Linked DNA regions of Drosophila melanogaster: region 2 is linked to region 1. Evidence: chromatin contacts called from public Hi-C data. All regions are on one chromosome and are shown on one strand. The core of a region is the stretch at or near the end of the contact, and the rest is flanking DNA. Distances in the headings are between cores, read along the strand shown. Region 1 holds the start of rgn (regeneration). Region 2 holds the start of croc (crocodile).

Region 1 (4,142 bases), core at 514-3,013:
AAAAATGCTTGTGATTGACAAAAGTGTGGCAAGGACATTAGCGAGCGAGCAGCTCTGACGACATCGCCACGTTAACATTAATTGATGACCCAGTCCATCTTGACCACCAGTGGAGTCCAATTCCCGCTGCCCGTTGACCAGTTCCCAAATCCCTGATCCCATTGCCCTGTGACAGCTCATTAATAAGCGGATTCGGGGGACTGAGCATATCCTTCGGCCTTCACTTGCCGTTGACGAGCTAATCTACTGCATAAATCTACAGTTTTGTTAACAATTTCTACAAGAGCACGGATAGCAAAAAGGGCAGTCAAAAGCCGTCGAGTGCCAACCAAATGCACGGCGAAAGAAAATCAATGAAGTTCTGTAATCTAGCAAATTAGCCACTATCTTCGGCTTATCATGGTGACGCCTCATTGTGCCGGTGAAAGAATTTTTAGCATATCAAAATTTATACACAAGTATACAAGCGTAATAAACAAAGTTTTATATAAAATTATCAGAATTTGCTATAAAATAACTCATTTTGATTCAATAAACATGAAATACATCTTATCAAATAAACTAGGTGCAGAAATTATTAAAGTTAAGTCATAATATTATTCTAAAACTAATGAATGTATTTTTTGTAATTGCTTGGTTTTGCAAAACTAGAAACTCTTAAGCAATCCACCTTTATTGACTAAATAATATAGTTATTTAAATATTTCATGTTGCCAAGTGTTAATTCGGAAATTACATTAGCTCTGAATGATTGATAACATTCGTTTGCACTGATAATTTTTAAACAAAAACTCGAACTGATATGAAATACTGAACACACTATTATAAGCTTTTCTCCGTGTAGCAATCGAGGGGGTTGAGGTCAGCTAAGGGTCGTGGGAGTGGCAACATCATTGGGGCAGGTCTCGGCACTTAATTAGAATTGCGAGCGAATAGAATAGAAAAGTGGGATAATTTATGCAGCCGAAAGGAAATGGGCAAGCTTAAAAATATATACGTATATGTATATGTATATGTATGTGGGTATATTCGCATCGGGTTATGCAAATATGCGCCCGAAATATCCAGAAATCGAATCGAAAAGCGTCCGAGTTAATTGTACCACTTCTTGTTTGATTTTCACTTAGCCAGTGCCATTTTTGGTCTCTGATTTTTTTTTGGCGGGGAGCCGCCACTTACCGTTCTTAGATGTTCGCTAGCAATTTGAAATGCAAATAGGCAGAACTCCCTGCTTTCCAAGCTCACTTCACCACCGATGTTGGCCCGATGCCCAAAATATATATGTATATATGCTTGTATATAGATTTCTTTCGGTTTCCGCAGTTGACAGACTGTCCGATTTCGCGAACACACGGTAAATATTGAAACTTGATATTTAATTTTGGACCCAAAATCAAGCCAATTAGCGCGATTTCGGTGGGGGGTACTAATCACACGGATTCGGTTGCGGAGGAGAAATAGGAATATTATAATATCTATATCGTATATATGAAATCGTTAAAGGTGTCGGACCAATCTAACCGGCACGACCGAAATATCCACCTCTGGCAAAAAACAAACTTGCCAAAAGAAGCCAACAAGCGACGGATCACTTTTCAGCTAATTGTTAGTGGCACGTGTTGTTGTCGCTCGGTTTTTTAGTCTCAGATGGTTAGTTCTCGCCTTCGGCCAACTACTTCTAACGGCCAAGATATTTAAAATTCGAGTACCGGCTTTGCGCTGCAAAACGCGTGTGTTCACCACGAACGGAAAATTGCGACTGGCTATCGCGAAAGCAAACTCAAAGCTCGCTGCTCAGCTGCCGCTGCCGGCTTGCCAGCGTTGGTGTTGTGATGCTGTTGTCGACAAGAGAAGAAGAGGAAGAAGAGAAAGAGAGAGAGAGCGATAGAGAGGTACACTGGAAAAACACTTCCATATGGGAGGTGGTCTTAAAGTGGCCATAAATAATAATGCTTACAAGTAAAAAGACAGACGGATTATATAACTTTCTAGTCATAGTTTATGCTACATTTTATTTAGTTCAGATTCCGTTACCAGCAGACATTTCATTAAAAATATTTTGAATCAAAAAAATGGGATAATATATATATATATATACATAAATAAACATTATTTCATTAAATCCTTCATAATTAATGGCATATGCAGATGATTTATAAAAAAAAGGGATATAATTCCCATAGATTCCATTGATACTCCCCGCAAATTTTTGGTGTTCAAAGAGAGCTTCAAGCTCTAAAGCTGAAACTGAAAGAGTACAAGTGTGCTCTTTTGCGAAATTGCCGGTTTGGCTCCACATGTTTTGCTTACAACGGCTCCCCACTCTAGCAACATGTTGCGGAGCGAAGTTTTCGCTCTTTTTCGCGCTTTTATTCGTTTGAAGTGTGATCCGCTACTTTGAGTTGTTTTTCAAATGCCAGGCTTCTTTTAATTGGCGATGCGTGATTTATAATTCATACGGTTGGGTTTATTTTAGTTTCGCTTTGGATTTCCTTTTTGTTTTGGCTGCCTCTCGCCATGCTTATTTATAAAGACATTTAAATTTATGGGCGCCGATTCGACTCGAGTTTTTGCATGAGATCAGAGTGCTTGGCCCAGTTAATTTATGGGCGAAACGGGTGCGTCTTGTCTCCTCTCGTTCTTTATAACTAAAACTGAATGTTTCTAATAGCCGAGCAATAAACCGAATTCTTTTTTTGTTGCCCAACAAAGAAAGTGTTGCCAGCAGATTTTCTGTTTACTTCTGCGGCTCAGTCAACCTGCAAATGGTCTGAGGAAAAAATACTAAAATTCCTGACCACATTCAATGCAAACGAATGACGCCATCTGTCTGCCGCTGCCGGCTGTATTTATAAACAATTACGTTGATCAGCGCCAATGAATCATGCAATGGTCTTTTGAAATTTGCATAGCGATAAAGAACAGTTCTAGAAGAATTAAAAGAAAAACAAATTCGTTAATTTTTGTACACTGTAATTTGATAGTTCAATCAATTATTCGTAGGACTTCAACAATGTGTTTCTAAAAAGCTCTCAAACTGCAGCAACTTGTTCCGTTCGTGGTTGAGCAAGAAGAGCAACATAAACAGCGCAACATCAACAAGTGCAACCTTAGTCGCAGAAACAACAACAACCACTAATGTATTCAAGGAGCAGCATTAACATTTTCATTGCTTGTGCGCGCCTGACCCATTTAAAACGACAAGAGGGGTGATTCTCTTGACCGAGTCTGATATACTCTTATAGAATAATAATACTAATGTTAGAATAGAAAAAAACCTTGAGTACTTACTTATAAGCTTCGTTGTTTTATTTCCTTATCTTGTAAAAGTAAACATGTATTTATAAAATGATAAGTTATTTCTATATTCAAGGCAGGCAAAGTATCTTTCCCAAAGTAGCAAACTTGGGATTAAATTGTAAACTTCCCCAAGTGCATCAAGAAAGTCCAGAGTACTTTTGATGGAGGGTCACCCAATCACCCAATAAAGTGGTCAAATTGACTGAACAATTTATTATTAATCTGTTGCACTTTGTAAGCTGATAAACAAAACGAAATGTTTACAAAACAGGGCAACAAATTGAGCGCACTCGACGAAAAATATTCGAAAATGGCAGCGACGAATTGTAAACAAAGGAATAATTCGCCAAATTTTGAAAGCCCCACATGAATTCAAATGGATTATAATTTTGAGATGGGGAATAGTTTCCCGGACGGGAAATGGGAATCGCGGATTGAAATAGATTATTTTATGGAACGCGAAAGAGTTACCATGCTTGGCCACACAGGATGATCCATGCTGGCTAAAAATAGAGATGACTTCCAAATGGAAATAGAATAGCCGTTCCGTTGGGTGTGGGGCTGGGTGGTTGGGGCTGATCTGGGCATGTGGATGTGGGTGGGGTAGGGTGGTGTGGGCGAGCGTGCCGCCATCTGCTCTGGACATTGGCATTGAGTGGGTGGCGCCTCGCTGCCAACATGTGCGGCAGCTGCCCCCAAAAAATCCGTGCATAAACTTCAGCATTCGTGTAATTTTACGAGTGTGTACACCCGGACAAAATGGATTGTTATAGCAACAAATCATTTATTGCAGCAAAAAAAATGGAAAAAAACATATTTTTACTTGTTTAATTAAATTTGAA
Region 2 (4,142 bases), core at 1,201-3,700, 94 kb before region 1:
CGAGATAAAAGCAGCTTTCAGCTTTCACTGCATTCGCGGAGAAAATGTTAAGTTGCAGTTTTGGGAAACTAAATCAATATTTAGATAGGTCAAATGCAGTGGGATGGCTGCAGATATAGATACAGATACAGATACGATGGAGTGGCAGAGCAGTACGGATACGGACAGCTGTAGCTGTGCAGGATGGGGGATGGGGGAATCGGACAGACAGGCAATGGCAACTACGTAAGAATAACATGAACTGCGCTAAATGCACAGACGTAGCCAGTAGACAGTTACTCACAAAAAACTGCTCACACCCACAGCGAAACCCATACAATCGCAATCACGGCGCCGATGTCGAAGACGAAATTTGTTAAATCAGCAGCAGCAATCCTGAAACTCGAGAGGAAAAAATGAAAAAAATATGGAACGAAACCAGAAGGAAGCCAAATAAAGTGCGTAAAATGGAGCATACGGCGGCGGAGTCGCCTCATTCGAATTTCAAATGCAGGACTCTCATCCTTTCGCATCCTGCAAAGGATATGTGGCCAACTGGACACACACATGACGATGATTCATAGCCTCATCCTCTCCGACAGATCGCATGCGAAAAATTATGTTAAAACAATAAAAATATTTGTCAAAATAATGCGATTGCGTTAATAGAGCCAAATATTATTCTTGTATCAATTACCCAGACGATTGGGGTTTTAAAGTGATGCAAAGCGCTCGGTTTTTGCAGACAGCCACGGAAAGTACAAATAAAAAATAGTCAGCATACTTTTAAATTATCCAAATATAAATATGTGCGTGTTTGTTTTCCCTGTGTCTAATAACCAGACAAACACCCAGCCCATCCCATTCGGCCTCTCGCGTACACACACTCACATCCACACGCACACTTGCCCTTGCCCAAATAAACATATGAAATTTACTTTAAAGCTGACAAAGTCAATAAAAAATATTGTTTTAATAAGCAGAAAATAGAAATGAAGTCTGCGAAAAAAACGACACTGCAGGACTCAACGAGCAGAGGAGTCGCGAGAGGGAAGGACGAGGCCGAAGGACTTTTTATGTTTGACTCTATCGTTATTTGGCTTGTAAATTGGTTAGTAACCCTTTCGATGTTTGGAAATGTGGAGTGAATGAGTATCAAGTCAAAAGGCGGATAGGAGATAACATAAAAACAAGTGCAATTTTAATATGTTATAAATTTATGGTACAAAACTCTACTTGTATTAACTGTTCAATTATTATTATCTCTGATTTAAACTAATCACGCCAATAGAGCAATTTTTAAATAAATAACTCGCTTCATAATAATATTGCAGAAGGGAAAAGTTTTCTACATATATATATTCATTCTTTTTGATATTAGATACATTTTAGATATTAGAAAAATTTCGGTTTTCTTTTTTAGGACATTTTAACATGAACAACAATTTAATGAATCTTTATTATATAAGGATCCTATATATAGGGTGATACAATAGTTCTTGAAAAACTGTGGAAAACATGTTTGTCTAATATCCTGAGTATTCTTGAAATTCTTACCTTAAATAAGCCTGAAAAATTCCTGCCCTTTGCACACCAAAAAAACCATTGTCAATTCAAGCGCCCGAAAAAGGGAGTTGCTAAAAACTTAATGCCTTGCCCTCAACGAAAACAACCTTCAAACGTGGCCCTTAACTTGAACATCTTGGCGAAAACCCATCAAACTGCAAATTAGCAGGCAACTTTTTGGTCTCTGCCTCTCCCGAGAAGACGAACAACTTTAAGCTGAGATCGAAAGAACTTTATCACTAATTTATGCCGAAGTCATTGGAAGGGTGAGTTAAGTGGGTGGTTGGCTCGTTTGCAGCCCCTGGTTCACCACCACCTCCACCCACTTGTGCCTGTGCTGTTGGCTTTCCCAGGTGCCTCTCATAGTTGATGTGGTTCTCGCTCGCTCTTACTACCATTGTATCTAGTATATCATGAATGCGAGATAGAGGGAGCGAGCGAGAGCGGAAGTGAGAGAGAGAGAGGGAGAGAGAGAGAGGGCGATAGGCCGTATTTTAAGCATTAGTTTAAACAACAAAAACAAGGGCTTGGAAAAGCGACGGGTAGGGGAGGAGTGCCCACAGGACACACACCGTAGCTAGCTAACTATTTTTTCCTATACAAAAAAGAAAGCATGAATGGCGTCCGCTCTCTCTCTCTCTCTCTCTCTCTCTCTCTCTTTCTCTTGGCCACACACAGATACTTTCGACGCAGCTGTGTTTGCGGGCCCACTTCACTTACTGACTGCGAGTGGCAGCCATCGTTGGTTGGCTGCAGATACACATGCAGATACGGATACATTGTGCGGGTACACACAGATACTGTGCGGCAGCGGATCGAGATACTTTCTGGTGCGGGCGACGCTCTGCCGACGCAAACGCTTCTGCTCGATGCGAGCTGTGTGTTATTTCAGTTACACAGATTCAGTATCAGACGTGTTACTATACCGAACGGTTCTGCGCTCGCTCTGCGCTCCCATTTCCCCTGTACTACAAATAGATGCATATATATATATATATATATATAGATTTATATATCTGCACTTATGTGAGCGACTTGTTTAAGCAAATATTATCGCTAGAAATAATAAGAAGCAGCCAGTGGTGAAGTGATTAAGTTCGAGAAAGAAAGCAAGACAAAAGCAAGAGAGTACGAAAATACCAGAAGGCGGCAGTGGAAAATCGATCAGAAATCCGCCGGAATCGCCGCCATGCATACGTTATTCAGCGACCAGAACTCCTTTACGCGCCACTATGCCCAGACCGCAGCCGGTTACGGATCCGCATCCGCGGTGGCGGCGGCCAGCAGCGCCTCCGCTGCAGCAGCGGCACATTACGCATACGACCAGTACTCCCGCTATCCGTACTCGGCCAGCGCCTACGGCCTGGGTGCCCCGCACCAGAACAAGGAGATTGTAAAGCCACCTTACTCGTACATCGCCCTGATAGCCATGGCCATCCAGAATGCGGCGGACAAGAAGGTGACCCTGAACGGGATCTATCAGTACATCATGGAGCGATTTCCCTACTATCGCGACAACAAGCAGGGCTGGCAGAACTCCATTCGGCACAATCTTAGCCTCAACGAGTGCTTCGTGAAGGTGGCCCGCGATGACAAGAAGCCCGGCAAGGGCTCCTACTGGACTCTGGATCCGGACTCCTACAACATGTTCGACAACGGCTCCTTCCTTCGCCGGCGTCGCCGCTTCAAGAAGAAGGATGTGATGCGGGAGAAGGAGGAGGCCATCAAGCGGCAGGCCATGATGAACGAGAAGCTGGCCGAGATGAAGCCCCTCAAGCTGATGACCAACGGCATACTGGAGGCCAAGCACATGGCCGCCCATGCTGCCCACTTCAAAAAGGAGCCCCTAATGGACTTGGGTTGTCTAAGTGGCAAGGAGGTCTCCCATGCCGCAATGCTCAACTCCTGCCACGACAGCTTGGCCCAAATGAACCACTTGGCTGGCGGCGGAGTGGAGCATCCCGGCTTCACCGTGGACTCACTCATGAATGTGTACAACCCGCGGATCCATCACAGCGCCTATCCCTACCACTTGAACGAGGACAACTTGGCCACGGTGGCCAGCAGTCAGATGCATCATGTCCACCACGCTGCGGCGGCCCATCATGCCCAGCAACTGCAGCGTCATGTGGCGCACGTGGCCCATCCTCTGACCCCCGGCGGCCAAGGAGCGGGAGGCCAATCGTCCGGACACTCGCCCACCACGATCTCAACTCCGCATGGTCCCGCGCACGGGGGTTGGTATACCCCGGAAACGCCACCATCGGAACCCGTTCCTCACAATGGGCAGCAGGGCACACCCACCCACCCGGGACATAATAACAACAACAGCAGCAGCGTACTCAACCACAATGGAGTGGGCAACGGTGGCGGAGGCGGCGGCGGTGGCGGTGGAGGATCCTCCAGCGTGCTGACCAGCAGTCCCACATCGGCACTGGGTTTCCGCGACATGATCTTCGAGCAGAACCAATCCTGCCAACTGGACACCGGTAGTCCCACCGGCAGCCTACAATCCGCCAGTCCACCTGCCTCCGCATCCGTGGCAGCGGCATCAGCGGCAGCAGCGGCGGCGGTGATCAGTAGCCACCACCACCACC

Evidence for each region. A called contact is a pair of places that touch in the nucleus more often than the background predicts.
Region 2: a contact with region 1 is called in a Hi-C map of the OSC cell line, with 2.9 times the contacts expected there. A contact is called at or near these places in 6 of 107 Hi-C or Micro-C datasets (the D17-c3 cell line, the OSC cell line, the S2 cell line and 2 more) and 1 of 7 datasets of targeted methods (the S2 cell line).

Annotation. Positions count from the first base shown.
Region 1 is chr3L:21,380,122-21,384,263 of dm6, reverse strand. rgn (regeneration) reads right to left here and starts at 1,763. Exons shown (of 7, transcript NM_141055.4): 1 at 1,180-1,763.
Region 2 is chr3L:21,474,787-21,478,928 of dm6, reverse strand. croc (crocodile) reads left to right here and starts at 2,450. Exons shown (of 1, transcript NM_079478.4): 1 at 2,450-4,142. The coding sequence starts at 2,735.